Regions from separate parts of the Mus musculus genome. Here region 2 is linked to region 1. Evidence: chromatin contacts called from public Hi-C data. All regions are on one chromosome and are shown on one strand. Each heading gives the region's core, a stretch centred on a gene start, on an enhancer-like site or on the middle of the called end of the contact. The rest is flanking DNA. Distances are from core to core; before and after follow the strand shown.

Region 1 (7,706 bases), core at 1,700-4,199:
CATCACCATGAGATGTGATTTTAAGTCAGAGTCTTACTTTTCTGGTGTACTGGGGTATTCTGGTCTCACTGTGGTGGGAGAACTGGGTTCTGATGATGCCAAGCAGCCTTGGTTTCTGTTGCTTATGTTCTTCCCCTTGCCTCTCCCCATATGGTTATCTCTGGTGTTAGCTGGTCTTGCTGTCTCTGACTGTGGCTTGCCCTTCCTGCAAACCTGTGTGTTAGAACTCCCAGGAGACCATTTCTCTCCAGGAGGAATTTGAATATGGACATCTGTGGCACCTGGTCAGCTCGGGGCACAAAGAGAAACTAGAAGGTTTCTGTCCCTGGCTGTTCCTTGGTTCCTGTGTCCTGATGGTTCAGGATGGGTCCCTCTTGGGCCAGGAATTTGAGCAGAAGTCACACTGTCCTCACAGGTGAGTCAGTGCTCCTGGGAGACCAGCTCTCTCCCAACGGTATTTGGGTATGGAGCTGGCTGCAATGTTTATTTCCAGCTATTTGGGGTAGGTTTTCTCCTCTTTGGGGACAGCAGTATAACCCTTTTCTAATTATTTTGCTTATGAAAGGGACATCTCGCCTCCAATTCCATTTTCTTCATGACAAGTGAGGTTGGCTGCCTTCTTTTCACTGGTTCTTTGTGTGTGTGTGCATGTGTGTGTGTACATGTGTGCACATTCTATTACAGACCTATGCATGATAGCACATGCATGCATGTGGAGGTCAGAGAACAGTTTAGAGAGTTAGTTGACTCCTAGTTTATCAAAATTTCAGTTTCCTAATTGAAATGTTGCCATCCCTCATCTACTTTGCTGGCATTCCTGCTATGTTGCTGGCTTCTCCCTGGGTCTCCAGCTTCCCTGCTATGCTGTTAGCTTTTTCCAGGGTCTCCAGCTTCCCTACCATAGCCATGCTGCTGGCTTCTCCCTGGACCTCCAGCTTCCCCACCATGGCCATGCTGCTGGCTTCTCCCTGGAGCTCCAGCTTCCCCGCCATGCTGCTAGCTTCCCCTTGGGTCTGGGATATAGTTCGTGACTTCATTAATCTGTTTATTTTCATCTCTGTTGAGATCATTGATAAGTTTTCCATATGTACTTTTAACTTTTAAAGAAATTCATTGTATGTGCATGAAGGCTTGGCCTGCAGATATGGATGTGCACCATGTGTGTATGGTGAGAGATCAAACGTACTCCATCTTGGGATCAGCCTCCATCCATCTTAAAGAAAAAAAAGCCAGAGACCTTGACCTGCAGCAGAACCCAAGCTGCACCCAAGTACCAGGAAGGGACCCCATGGCTTGTCCTTGGCCCATATTCCAGAATTACTCCCTGGCTACTTCTTAGCAACAGTCAATCAAGATTAGTCTGATTGTTTGTGATACACTTCCAGACCCTTTGTGATTGTTCACGCTCTTGCTTCAGAGCACCCACCTATCAGCTTACAGCAGACACTCAGTCAGATGCTTGCCAGGCTGGGCACCGCCTCACTTACTCCCGGTCCCTATAAAACCTTGTCCTGCTGAGGGTTCGAGGCTGCTCTGCCTTCCCTTCCTGTCCTGCTGTGTCAGGGTTGGGTTGGAGGAGAGCCCGAGCTTGAGCTTGTAGTAAAGAGACTCTAATGCTATTACACTAGAGACAGCTAATTGGTGGTCTTTTGGGGGTTCACAAATGCTTCCTGGCACAGCAATGGTACCCTCAGAGGCCAGAGAGTATTGGGACCTTTGGAAAAAAGACTTGCAGATGGTTGTGTGCTGCTGTGTGGCTGCTGGGACGGAACCCGGGTCCTCTACAAAAGCAGCAAGCTCTCAACCACTGAGCCCCTCTCCAGCCCCTGGACATCTGAATTCTTATCATTCATGTTTACCTATTGCAGCAACTTTGAATGGGAGGTTGAGCTTTCATACTGGAGAGGAATCACTCTGCCTCCTGGGTGACAGGATTCTCTGCCATGGCCAGTGCATCTGGTAGGTTTGGCTCTCTCCCAGTTTTACAGTGGGGTCATCTCAGTGAGCGGCTACTTCTTTCATTATTTTTTAATTAATCACAGGAAGGAATCATTTCATCAAGTCATTTTCACACAAATTTCCCATCTGCTCTGTTCTTTCCTTCCCCCATGCTCCCCACATCCTATGGCTGGTAGAATTCTGATGTCTAGAAGCTACAGAAATGCCAGGCAGGTGTAGTGGCTCGTGTATAATTCCACCACTTAGAAGGCAGAAACAGCATCCATCAAGCAATCTGTCTCACAAGACTAGCCTGATCAGTGAGCTCTGGGTTTGACTGAGAGACCCTGCCTCTCAGTAAATAAGGTAATAGAGGAAGACACCTGATATCAGTAAGCCTTGGATCTCCACACTCAGACCACAGAGGCCATATAAGGGCTTAGACAACATGGTGGCAGGATAGTCATCTGGAATGAGTCTGCAGCATTCAGACATATGGTGAAACAATAGCCAGCTAAAGATACCTAGGGACTCACCAATAAGCAGAAAGTTGAGCTATGATCTAATGTGCTATATTTGTAAGATAACATTTTTGTATGTTTTTTTTTATAAATATACCCTTGAGGCTGGGGTCAGTGCCTTCACCTCTCCACAGTGATGCTGTTTCTATGGGATCCTGTATTAAAGCTGTTTTTACATGCAATGGTCTTTTGATTGTGTTACTACAGGGTGAAGGTCTTGTCTCTCACACAGCAGTGATGTATGAACATGCCCAAAGTCAGCTATGGACACACATTGCTGCTGCTACTGCTGCTGCGCATTGCTGGGAGACAAAGGCAGTCCTAGTTTTTAAAGAAAAGCCCCTATTCTGCAGGTGAGTTTCTGGCTGGACAGGTGAATTCTGCATTGCTCTTAGGCTAAAACATTATCCCCTTGCTCTCAAAGGCTGGGAGAGCACAGAGTGCTGTTTAATCAGTGGCATCGGAGTGGCAGATGGTACCAACCAGGGCTTGCTCCTGCTTCCTCCTGTCTGCTCCTTCCTTGGCACAGCAGCTTTGCCAGGGTAAGGGGAACTGATCCAAAGGAGACCTGTCATAGGGAGGAGCAGCCTTTGCTACAGCTAGTTTGTAAGGATAAGTGAAGGCCAGAAAAGTGTTACCACGGAAAGGCTGCCTTGGGTAACTGAAGAAGTCTGGGAGACAGCGGTGAAGTCAGAAGCGAATCACATCTTTTGTCAGAGGTTGATTATGCTTAAAGCTGGGCTGCCTAAGTAGAAGGCTGCCTGCCACCTGCCTGCCACCTGCCTGCCACCTGCCTGCTGCCTACCTGAATTTCTTCCTTCTCTCCCCACCCTTCCCCTTTCTTCCCACCCTCCTTTCCCTTCCCTTTCCTAACCTAACATTTCCTTTTTTACCCTATCCTTCTCTTCCCAACTTCTTCCTTTTGGCCCTCCTTCCTTCCTTCCTTTCCCCTCCCTCCCCGCTCTCTTTCCTTCCACTCAGTCCATTTTCCTGGAAATTTCATTAATTTTTATGGTTGAATTCCATTACGTGTCTATGTCCTACATTTTCTTTATCCATTCGTCTGCTGATGGACATCTAGGCTGATTCTATTTCCTTGCCACTTTGACTAGAGCATCAATAGTCAAATCCATTGTGACCTGGGTCTTGTGGAGCATGCCCAGTCATAGGGAAATGCTGTAGACAGTGCTGATCCAAACTGATGTGCTAGGCTTGGGTGCTAAGGAAAAACTCCTGGTTTTTGACCCAGCAAAGGAGCTGGTGAGTAACGAGGGAGCAGTGAAGCTACAGTGGGCAGATACTTGAGAGATGCCTCCTAAGGTTGGCAGAGGATGAAAATCTCATGGCCAAGACAAGCTCCACTTGATCTCTATCCAAGAGCAGAGAGCCCAGCCACCTGCTCACCTCTCATGTCTGGCACCACCGTCTGTTTAGAGCCAAACTCACAGTGGGGCATGGAGTTGGGACAGCTCTGTGTTTGTACCTGTCTGTCCATGGTGACAAAGAAGGAATTAGAGACACAGGCAAGATCTTGAACTCTAGTCACCATAAGAGGCAAACTTATGACAAATCTCTGGACAGAAAGCAATCTTAATATGGATGGAAGATGACTGGCTCAAGCCACCAGTCAGGAGGAGCCTGGAGTCTTCACCTCGGGCAGATCAGTGCTGAAGGGCAGCGTTGGAGTCCTGGAGGGCCACACAGCTTGAATGACTTTCCCTACACAGGGAGGGCTGAACTTTTCCTCGGAAGCTGTGTGTTGGGAGTGTGCTGGGGAGCAAACAGCCCAAAATGCAGATGACTGGATGAGTCAGGAAGTGATCTGTGGTGAGGTTTGCAGTGTCTGGAGTTTGAGGCCCCAGCCCCTGAACAATTGCTTAGAGATTTAATGATTGTTATTAAGCCTACATGTATTCAATTGGGGTTTTCTTTCTGGTATTTTTTACATGTTTCAGTCCTTCTATACTAAATATACAGAAATAAGCAATGAGCCATGTGTGATGGTCTACAGAGGCAGGAGCATCTCTGTGTTCGCCATCAGCCTGGGCTAAATTGCAGGTTCTAGTCCAGCCAGGGCCATATAGTGAGATCTGTTTCCAAAGTAAATAAGCAAATAAGTGAATGAATAAATAAATAGATGAAATAAACAATAACCACCCAAATAATACATACTAAACAGCAGTTGTAAAGGGAAGAAAGAACCCCAGAAAATCCAAACTGGGCTGGGGGGGGGGTAAACCAAGTAATAATATCTTTTGAGCTTTAGAGAAAGACTGAAGATCTTATCCTCTGTCCACATCACACTCTGTATCCCATGCACATCTGTCACACTGAATCAGTGTGCAAAGCTGGCAACAGCAGGAGTGGGGAGGCTCGCCCAGTGCTCTCGCATTAAATTTTATGAGAGATTTGTGTTTGAACTTCTTCACAGAATTTTGCCATCCTTTCTCAAGCTGCAACCTTGAGTCACATCAAAACCCTGATTATCTTCTAGAACCAGAGAGGAGCTGGGCTTGCTGAGAGCCTGGACCAACCCCCCCCCCCAACCCCCCCCCCCCCCCGCCAACCCCCCTGTCACCCCCACCCCCACCCCCGCAGGAAGGCAGAGGCTCCCTGTGGCTGAGCAGCCGCGTGCATCTGAGGCTGCATATGTATAATTTCTTACTGAGTCTGAAAAGCCTGTCTCCACAATTTGAGTATTGTAAATGCCTGTTCATTTTCTGGTGACGTGAAGCAACAAAAGATGTTGACAGAAACATGTTTTTGTTTTTGCCTTTAAAAAGAAAGCTACATTTTCAAAACCTAATCTCTGGAAAATTAAACTGGCTACTCCCTTTTGTGTCTTTTTTGTTTGATAGTACACATTCACACTTCTTATTTGAAACGAAAAGAGAAAATGTTTTTCTACGATATCCAAAGCACTAGGTTTTAATAGCTGATTTGATTGAATTTCCTTCAGGAAAACAACATCGTCCTTGCTGGAAATTAACAAATAGATGAATCCATTAAACATCTTCCATTAAGTGGAAGGAAATCATTTCTCTATTATAAAGACGCAGCCAGCAGAAGTCACAGTGCCCCCAGCCATGTTTGGCAGCAGCGGAGAAAATTCAGTTCATTTGCCCCGCCCTGCTGTGTGTGGGACCATCAGTCAGAGCTTGTAGCCTTCCATCTCCGTTAAGACACTATGATCTTCCTTCCAAGGAATAATTCTACGTGATGCTGAGAGATTTGGAGTGGAAGGAGGAAGATAGAGAATTTCAGAGATGAAGTCTGCACAGATGTATTCTGATGGAAAACTCATTTGTGTCTTCATAAATATGTCCTCGCCCCTCTTGATTGTTGGGTGCCCCAGTGGGCGATTCTTAGCAAAAGACAAACTGGTAGGTGGATAAGCGAAGCCGGAGCGGGACAAACCCATGCATTAATGCATCGCTTTGATCTGGCTTCTCAAATGTTCTACCATTCCATCGGCTCATTCCTTTAGATAATTGGAAAAAGTGCTGCCACTGGCTTCTGGCCCAGGCCTGTTCCCCTTCAAGGAAACGGGATCCAGACACACCTGCACTCCAGCGGATCCTTGGCTTCTCTGGAACAAAGAGGAGGCAGAAGGACATTCTGAAACATCCCAAACTGCTTGGAATACTACCTACCAGCAGAACGTCTCATATGTTAGATCACTCTACTCACAATGCCAGCTAAAAATACCTTCTGGGCTTTTGAGAATAGGAGTCTCTGAACTTCTGGTTGGGGAAAAATAATGATAGCAACAGCTTTTGACTCCCATCATAAAAATGTAGAATTATCATCAGTATGATAAGTTTTATTATCATTAACAACATGATTTGTGGGGGCATGGAATAAATAAATATAGGAAACTGCTTGTATACTTATCTGAGAAATGGGATCAAAACTAGCAGAGATTTGCAAACCATTCTTTTTTTGGAGGCTGAATTTTATCTTTGGATATGAAGGCCCTGTGGAGCAAACCCAGAAAAAGTTAGATGAGGGCCCTAACTGAGAAGCAGGACAAACTATTTTGTGCAGGGAGTGGTGAAGGAATGTGAAGGCCCTGAGGTTGCACTCTATTTATAGCTGACGTCACGGGGCCCAGAGGAAGGCAAGAATGCTGGCCCAGAGGTGAAGGCCAATTGTGTCAGCAAAAGCAGGGACCACTGTTGGAACTTGGTCTGTAGGTTTTTCATAGTGAGACCACAAAATTATTTCTCAATAACACTTGCACCAAAGGAGAGGAATTGTAAGCTTTGGTCGGTGGATCTTAAGAGGGAGCAGCAAGAATGCTTTGGTTTGCTCTTGAGTGAGACGCAATCCTCATTATGTCCAATGGAAGACAAGCTAGCTCTTGGCTTTAGAGCTGTTTGTCCACTTTACAAGGTGGTGCGTGTAAACATTCTGGAAGGAGATATGATGCCTACCTTGTTGGTGGTGGCTTGTTATGTGAAACTACTTGAAACAATAGTCTAAAATGAAAGACGGTGAGTATCCCAGAGAAAGGTAGAAGGATTAGGAGCCTATAAAGAAGTATCTCCCATCAGAAGCATTCATTTGGGAGATGCTAGTGTTAGCCAGTAGTACCTGACTTTAACTATGATAGATAATCAACCATTCATTCATTCACTCACTCAGTGAATAAGTACTCAGTCATTTAACCGATGAATCAAATGGTGACTCAAACCTTTGCAGAATGTCTGCCCATTGCTCTGTGCTTAGGAACCAGAGAAGATAGCGATGTCTGCGTGTGTGCAGAAGCATGCTGTGTCTTAAGAATAGTAGCAAAAATAAACGCTGTTTGAAATGATAATATAAGCCACACTGCCTTACATCAGCGTCGCACATTCCTCATAGTTCTGTCTTCCTGAGAGAAACACACCCCAGATACATTTTCAGCCTTCTTTGTTCTTACTGTTAGGTTAGGGTCATGTGACCACCAGGTGTGAGCAGAAGCAACAGAAGCCAATACCCCAGAGTCTTACTCTCCATTGTCCCCTGAACCTTACTCTCCATTGTCCCCTGATATGGACTCCACGGGAGACAGTCAGAGCTCTGTGAGGCTTCCTTGAGCTAGAAGCAGATATTTATTATCTCTTCTGTATGAGAGAAGGAACTGGCTCACAGTGTGATGCACTGAACATGGGAAGAGGGATTTCCCACAAACACTTCCAGGTATGAATTCCAACTTATTCAGCTTATGTGTATCTTGGCCTAGAGGCAATATTAGACTCGCCT
Region 2 (7,706 bases), core at 2,342-4,841, 600 kb after region 1:
GTTTTTCCTGAAGATCTCGTAACATGATTTCCTGAGAGGTATTCTTAGCTATTTAAACAAACAAATGAACACAAAGTTGTCAGTGTTTATAACAAATATCCATTTCATAAAAATTTTATACTCTGGCATTAGGGTATAATTCAGTAGGAAAGAATTGGCTAACATGTCTAGTCTATGAATTCTATAAATAAAATATAATTTTAAACTCTAAAAAAATATAAAAGTATTGAAATTAATAGGCTGTCACATCCTGTAAAACTTGACATTAATGCTGAAGTCCTTGAAAGTAATACACCTAATTTTAATTACCTTAGTTATTATTTTTCTGATATCTCAAGTAGCTTCATAAAAATGATGTATAAAACAACAATAAGGAAGTTTAGAGTATTTAGTTTTATTCCCTTTTTTATTGCCCAGTTTTTTGGTTTTTTTTTTTTGTTTTGTTTTTGTTTGTTTATTTGGTTTTTTGGTCAACGTAGATTTTTTAAAAAGGGAATAATCGCCGGGCGTGGTGGCGCATGCCTTTAATCCCAGCACTTGGGAGGCAGAGGCAGGCGGATTTCTGAGTTCGAGGCCAGCCTGGTCTACAAAGTGAGCTCCAGGACAGCCAGGGCTACACAGAGAAACCCTGTCTCGAAAAAACAAAACAAAACAAAAAAATCTACGTTGAGTATTTGTGGGCAAAAATGTTATGCACATTCTAACCTCTCCTTAGTAAATGTAGTGAGAGAATTTGAGATTCAAGAGGGAGCTCCCATCACCATCATGTGTCTGTCCTACTGATGATCCTCCCTACTTGGAACTATTTTCACTAAGCAGTGATAACAAGGTTTAGGGGTAAAGGGAATAATTGGAAGCTTCTACAGTAAATACTGCAAGCTAGTGTGATACAATGTAATACTAAATGAAAACCCACACTTATTCTCATGTACTAATTTCAGACCAACCCAATATGACCGAAAGGTTTGTGACACAGCACCTTGAGATGCATTACACTGCTCTGCATTTGTAGGCCTCACACAATCATACTTTTGAACAAGCCTGAAAAATGACCCAGTCATAACTCATTCTTAGTTTTCCTTAGGAAAGCTGAAGACTGGCATTTCTTCCATCTGCTGTGGAAAAGGAAAGCAGTCTCGGGGATTCAGTTCTAGCTACTTGGGAAACTGAGGCAGGAAGATTAGCTATGCTCAACCTTTAACAAAACCCAGTCTAAAATAAACAAAGTGAATAAAAAGAAAAATTTTTTAAAACCCACAGAAGTATCACAAATTCAGGTCAATAGGTTAGAAATAAATTCTTCATGCACTTATCTCAGGTTAGAAAATGTTATATAAAAGATATGCTCCAAATAAATGTGAAAAAAATGGACCAATTTACTATATACAGCATTATTCTTTGGCTGTAAACCCAGGAAATAAAGTCATTTAGTCAAGTAAGTGTCAAAATACAATGGTTATTAAAGGGTTGGAAAGCATGCATTTAATGTAGTGTTTTTCCATTTCTAAGAGAAATGGTAATGAGTGAACAGCAATCTGTATGCAATGAACACACCTGAGACATAAGGACTGCACTCTGGGGTAAAAGAGCACGGCCAATACAGTACTGTGTAGGAAATGTTCACCCTCTGATGCCAAAAAGAGTAAAAACCATGCACTCTGAGATTCCATGTGCTCTTAATTTATCAACCCCAGGGACGTTGCATGGTATATAGAAAAGGACACAACATTTTTCCAATAGGCTGTAATCCATCTTTCCTCATGGGAATGAGACATAATAGAGTTCTGGACTGCTGAGGTGGGTCACTGGGTAAAGGTGTTTCATGTCAAGCCTGATGACCTAAATTTGATCTTCAAATATGGTGAAAAGATATGGTGAAAGGAGAGTTTTCCTAGACAGACACACACACACACACACACACACACACCATGGCACATGTATACACAGACAACTCTAAAGATACTGCACTCACCCTTCATTTCTTCTGCAAAATTCTGGCTCTTACTCAAAGACACTTTGACTTTACCAAGTTCTTCCTCCAGGTGGCAGACTTCTCTGGTCCTCTGCTCAGACTGACTCCTAATGAGACTGTTCTCCTTCTTCATTTCCTGAAAACATATTTAGTTTGTTTTAATCTAAACAAATGCTCAAGGGAGTCACAATTCCTGCTTTAGTAAAGGTCCATCACAGATCTGTCTGTATCTCAGTCAGCAATCAACTTTCCTTTCCAATATCTAATTAAAGTACCATGTTATTTGAATCAAATTACATCATAAAAGCAGATACCAAATCTAAGAATTATCTTATACCGTCAGGAAATATGCTTCTTCAAACTTTCTGGTTGTTAAAGTTAGCTCAGAAGAAAAAGCCTATGTATAAGATAATTAAAGACAAGAGTTTCAGATTCCTATCAAGCCAGATTAGTTAAAAAACAAAACAAACAACAACAACAAAAAAAACACTAATGTTCCAAGAACAAATTTTTGCTTCTCACTGCAAAAACAGCAGTATAAGGTTTACTATCACAAGAGTGCCCTGATAGTTGAAATTTCCTTCAATGAATGCTTTCACCAGCATAGCTACAGTGGTCACATATGGAATGTATACTGGAATGTATACTATAAATATGCATATTTAAATAAAACAGCATCACAGCCTTCAGCAGGATCACCTCCATGGTGTAAGGTGTGGTCCTAGTCATTCAATACATATCTAACAGAGAAAACTGCTAAAAAGGCACTGAATAATCTATGTGACATCAAAAGCTGGCGCATAATTCATCTTGTATAGGGGAGCCTGAGCATTCACAGGTTCATTGGGTCCATGATTAAATATTCATACACACAGGGATGTTTACAGAAAACACACACACACACAAGTGCAATTGTGCAATTTCATTCCACTCTGTTAGGAATTCTTGAGCTAAATCACACAAATGTACACACATAATAAAAACATTATTACTCCTTCTTAACCTAAAACTGATACATTAAAAAAAAAAAATACTCCAGTCCCACTTAAATTTGTTTTCTTTAGGTTTTTCTCTCTATTATTATCTTTATTAGTATGTGTATCCATGCATGCATGCACTGGAGAGGCAGGGCATGCTTATGGCACTTAGACAAGAGGACAACTTGGGGAAGTCAGTTTTTTTATTCTACCATGTGTGTTGGTTGCAGGTATTGAACGGAGGTGTTTGAGTTTGGCACACTAATTTATGTAGACCAAGCTGGCCTCACACTTGATATCTATCTGCTTCTGCCTCCCGAACACCTGAGAGTAAAGGCACCCTTGAAACTTTTAATAATATTTTAATAGCTGAAAGGTACATGCACCTATATTATACCCTACCCTCAAGAACAGGCATTATCTCCACTACCTGAGAGAACTTAAGTATATCTCACACCTTATGGAATGAAAGAAATCTGTAAGGCATTTTTTAAATTACATTTCAAAAATACCCTTCTAAGAAGTAAGAAGACATTTTTTGAATCTTAAAGAAACAATTAAGACCCATCCTTCAAAACCTCACTGCACTGTTAGAAAACAGATGGCCCTGGCGATGCTATATTGGAAGGCTGCCTTCAATTATCAGTCTGGTTACTACCAGCAGATGGGTACCCATGTAACAAAGCCAAATTCAAGAAGAGGGAGAATCTGGCTACTGGAAGTACTTGAAAACTTGCTGGCAGCTGCTGTGTTCATGTATATACATTCATTCCATCATTAAAATGAGACAGAGGCTGTTGATAGTATTACACTCTTGTCTCCTGTGTTCTGATCCTGTCTTGCTTACACTAGGAAATTGACTATGGAATTAAGATATCAATGAGAACTAAAGGACAGCTATAAAAGATCTTAAGACAGAGACATTAACCTGCATGCTAGTCAGTAATCAAGCTTGCAAGGAAAAATTCATGAAGGTGAAACAATGAAATTGATTAAAATTAGCATTAATAAACTAAAGAAATGTTATCACTTGTTTGTTCTGTAGACTAAGAATAATCACCCATCTAATGAGATCACAGATGTAAAAGAGAGAACACTTTATGTACTTTGACATGTGTAATGGGGCACTGTTATTAGTATTTCTTCCCCAAATCTAACAGTTACAAGATCATCAGAGTTGAATCATGTATTGATTTACTATTTTACAATCAAATCCAATCTGGGCCTTGAAAAGGAAGCTGGGAAGACTGTGCATGATGAATAGAATGCACCTCCACAGGGGGTGGGGGTGGGGCATTGGAGAGAGCAGGTACCACAAAGGAGGAGGGGTGGTTGTTATGTCTGCATGCCTGTCTTTCTGTGTCTTAGGCCCTAACTGCAGACATTTAAGAAAACAGCAAGCTCAATGAAAAGATTAGGGTGTCTTTCCCCATTCTGGCATTAGCTTTGTAAATAGTGGTTCCTAACGAAGGAATGTTCAGCCAATCCTGGGACCCAGCAGGCTTATAATGCTATGACTGCAACCAACCCAAGAATTTAAGAGGCCAGAATTTAGAAAATGAACATCTGAAAATGGATGCACAGGCTGCCATCCATCAGCAATTAGTTTTCCATGAGGCTACAGCCACTTAAGTCTTGATTGGGCAGCTCATTAGCAACAATGAGTTAAGCATACAAGGGTATATTATATTCTCCTAAGCATCTCTTCAGTTCTCACGTGATTTACAAAATTGGGCAGTACTCGGGAAAACAGCAATCTCTAGACCACAAGCCAGCACTTGAGCTTAGCAAGCAATCCCACCCAGAGCAACTTGGTTTAGGAGCAGCAAGGGAAGCATCACTTCCTCGGGCGAGACCAAACAGTGCGATCCAGCGATCGAGCGTGTGTTTCACGACCCCATCCATGAGAAGAGCTCAATATGTCCCCTGCTGGGAGAAGGCTCTCTATGTGGGAATGGAATGGATGCAAAGATGTGCCTTCTCCCTTCTACTCTGGCATTCTTGCCTGCCAGACCACATTCCTTAGAGGACCTAATACAATACAGATCCCCATGCCTAGAAAGTCCCCAAGCAAGCGTTTCCTCATCCTGCCTGTCAATGATGGCATTTTACTGCCAAACCCCAGTGCAATGGAAGCTGGCGCTCGAAGCCGGGTGAGCAGCTTATCTAATCCCCACATCACTTTGATACTAAATGTTAACTTTACCCTTGATTGGGCTATTAAATCACATTTCCAGCACTGATAATTTCTAATTGCGAGAAGTATATTAGTTTACTAAACACAGTCAAGGAAAATTTCAGTACAACTGTCACTTCATTTCAGCATCCAAAACCTAGAAGCATATTAAACTTGTTTGTGCTTACTTTATAATTAGATACAGAAATATGAAAATTCTCAAATACACTGTCTCCTGGCCATGACCCTTCTGGGCTGACACATAATTGCAAATAATTTTAATATCAAAGGTCACTGATATTTGTGAAACAAAACTAGCAAGCACATCCTGGACTTCCATGGTTTATTGGACATTTACATGCTGGGCACTGGGCCACATACTTTATATAAAAATGGACTTAATCATGAATAGCCTTGAAAGGAAGGGATGTTATTTGCATCTGTATGCAGACTAAGAAGGGATCACCCCAAGGTAACACAGTAGATGGTTGGCATCCAGATAGTTCTCACTAGAGTCACCAGCACTATAATCCCCACATCAGTACTACATCAGTACTCTCACTGACAAATCACTTCTCTGAACCCAACCACAGTTCAAAGTACAAGAGCCAGGGATGCCCTTTCAACTCTTACTGTGTCATCCCTAAAGAATACTCATGGGCAGACATAAACACGAATTAAGACGAATAGTAAATTTGTATCTTGGCCCTGTGCTGAGCACTTCTTACACATGACTATGTTCATTTGAATATGGTAGGTATGTAATGCAGAGCAGCCTGGAATTAGAGAAAGCACTATAACCCAGACCCTGTGGGGATAAAGTAAGCCTTCAGAAACACCTGCAAGACAATGTCCCTACTACTAAAATGTCCCAGCAAGTCATATCAAAGGTGTTTAGACTCTGAACCAGATGATAGTTCTACAAAATGTTTGAACGGGCAGCCAGTCAAGTCACAGGAGAGTTCCTGGCTAAAAGGGAAGCTCACAGAGGGAAGAGCTTCATGCCAGTCTGCCTGTGGAAATGTTAGCAGAAGCATCTGTTGGTTGGTCCCCACTGGCCAAAAGGCAAACATTTGTTTTGCTGCAATAAACATGCACTGGAAATGTTTGCAGATGAACTCATCACAGGATTTGACTGAATGTTTTCCACTCGGCGTGCAGGAGTTGAATGCCCCCACCCCATCTCCAGCAGTCTTCCCACTTTGTTGCTGGCTGCTTTAATAACTTCCTCTTTGCTATGACAGGTGTTCACATTTACAGTGAAATACCATGGGAGCAAATACATTTAGACTTCACCACCTAGATAAGGAACTGTCGTTACGGATAAAATTATTTCTCTTTCATCGTTAGCAGGCTAAAAAGTGATGACAAAACAGTTCAGTAGTGGGAAACATTTCCCTGTAACCCCGGAGAAGCCACCTCTGCTACCCCTCTGCTCTCTGTTAATCTGCGGCTCTAGTCAAATCCACCATCAGCTGTTGCTAAATGCTTCTTAACTACGTCCTTTAAAACAAACTCCAGGCTACCAGAGACGTTCAGAGAAGGCAAACTGACATGTGTAGGAATAAAATTCTCAGAACACTCCTACAGCTCGCCCTCATCCACTGCCTGGCAGAACAGGTATCTCTCCAGGCAAGACTCAGCAGGCTGCACACTGGGCCCTAAGATCAGTGTTCGTTTCTAAAGAATAAATCCAGTTATAATTACATTATTTTATTTTATTTATTTTTGACAGTGCCAGAGACTGAACTAAGGTCATTTCTTTAAGTCTATGATTTCCATGGGGTTTTTAATATTGTATAATTCCAAATTAATCCTTGAAAAAGGTGTTCACACCTCAGCATTGTAGATATAAGGCAGGTTCCATGCTAGCCTGGGACACACAGCCAGTGTGTGTATCGCAAAACAAAAAGAACACGTGTGCCAGCACAGGCCTGGGAGAGAGGAGCAGTGGCATCTGGGACTGAAGGCCTATGTTAGCTACTTCAGTAGGCTTTAGGCTACTCTAGACAACTTAGACTCTGCCGAATAAATGAATGAATGAATGAATGAATGAGAGAGAGAGAGAGAGAGAGAAGGTAGAGAGGTAAATTAAATAATAATCCACATTAACAGTTTCATTTACTCCCTTTAAATTCCAAACAATTCCCTCCTTTTTTTCATAATTCCACCTCTCAAGTGGTCTAAAATAATCTTTAAAACAGCGATTCCCGATCTTCCCAATGCTGTGACCCTTTAATATAGTTTCTCATGTTGTGATGGACCCTCAAACATAAAATTACTTTTGTTGACACTTCATAACTGTAATTTTGCTACTCTTATACATCATAATGTAAACACCTGATATGCAGGATATCTAATACTCTACCCCTGTGAAAGAGTCATTCCACCCCTGAGAAGGTCATGACCCACAGATGAGTAACTGCTACTTTACAACTTGTGACTGTAGAACTGGTGAGAGAGCTCAAAGGGTCAGAGCAGTAGCTGCTGCTCCTGCTGAGGACACAGAGGCTTTCACAACCTCTCCCTCTGGCCTCTCTGGACAGCAAGCATAAATGTGGTGCACAGAAAATACATACAT

The links. A called contact is a pair of places that touch in the nucleus more often than the background predicts.
Region 2: a Hi-C map of cerebellum shows a contact between it and region 1, with 1.7 times the contacts expected there. The contact joins two enhancer-like sites. A contact is called at or near these places in 1 of 15 datasets of contacts at CTCF or cohesin (the NIH/3T3 cell line), 2 of 484 Hi-C or Micro-C datasets (cerebellar granule neurons and cerebellum) and 2 of 115 datasets of contacts at active chromatin or transcription factors (T-cell acute lymphoblastic leukemia and embryonic basal ganglia).

What each region holds. Positions count from the first base shown.
Region 1 is chr1:189,061,827-189,069,532 of GRCm38.p6, forward strand. No RefSeq gene overlaps it. Among named protein-coding and RNA genes, the nearest start is that of Gm36561, 31 kb to the left of the region's middle. Within about 2 kb of position 2,950, at least 4 of the 459 cell types and tissues checked have an H3K27ac peak or open chromatin away from gene starts, as enhancers often do. A contact at or near this core is called in cerebellar granule neurons and cerebellum, where this site is marked.
Region 2 is chr1:189,660,025-189,667,730 of GRCm38.p6, forward strand. It overlaps Cenpf (centromere protein F), which reads right to left. Exons shown (of 18, transcript NM_001081363.2): 11 at 1,973-2,108; 12 at 1-48. Among named protein-coding and RNA genes, the nearest start is that of Cenpf, 24 kb to the right of the region's middle. Within about 2 kb of position 3,592, at least 11 of the 459 cell types and tissues checked have an H3K27ac peak or open chromatin away from gene starts, as enhancers often do. A contact at or near this core is called in cerebellar granule neurons and cerebellum, where this site is marked.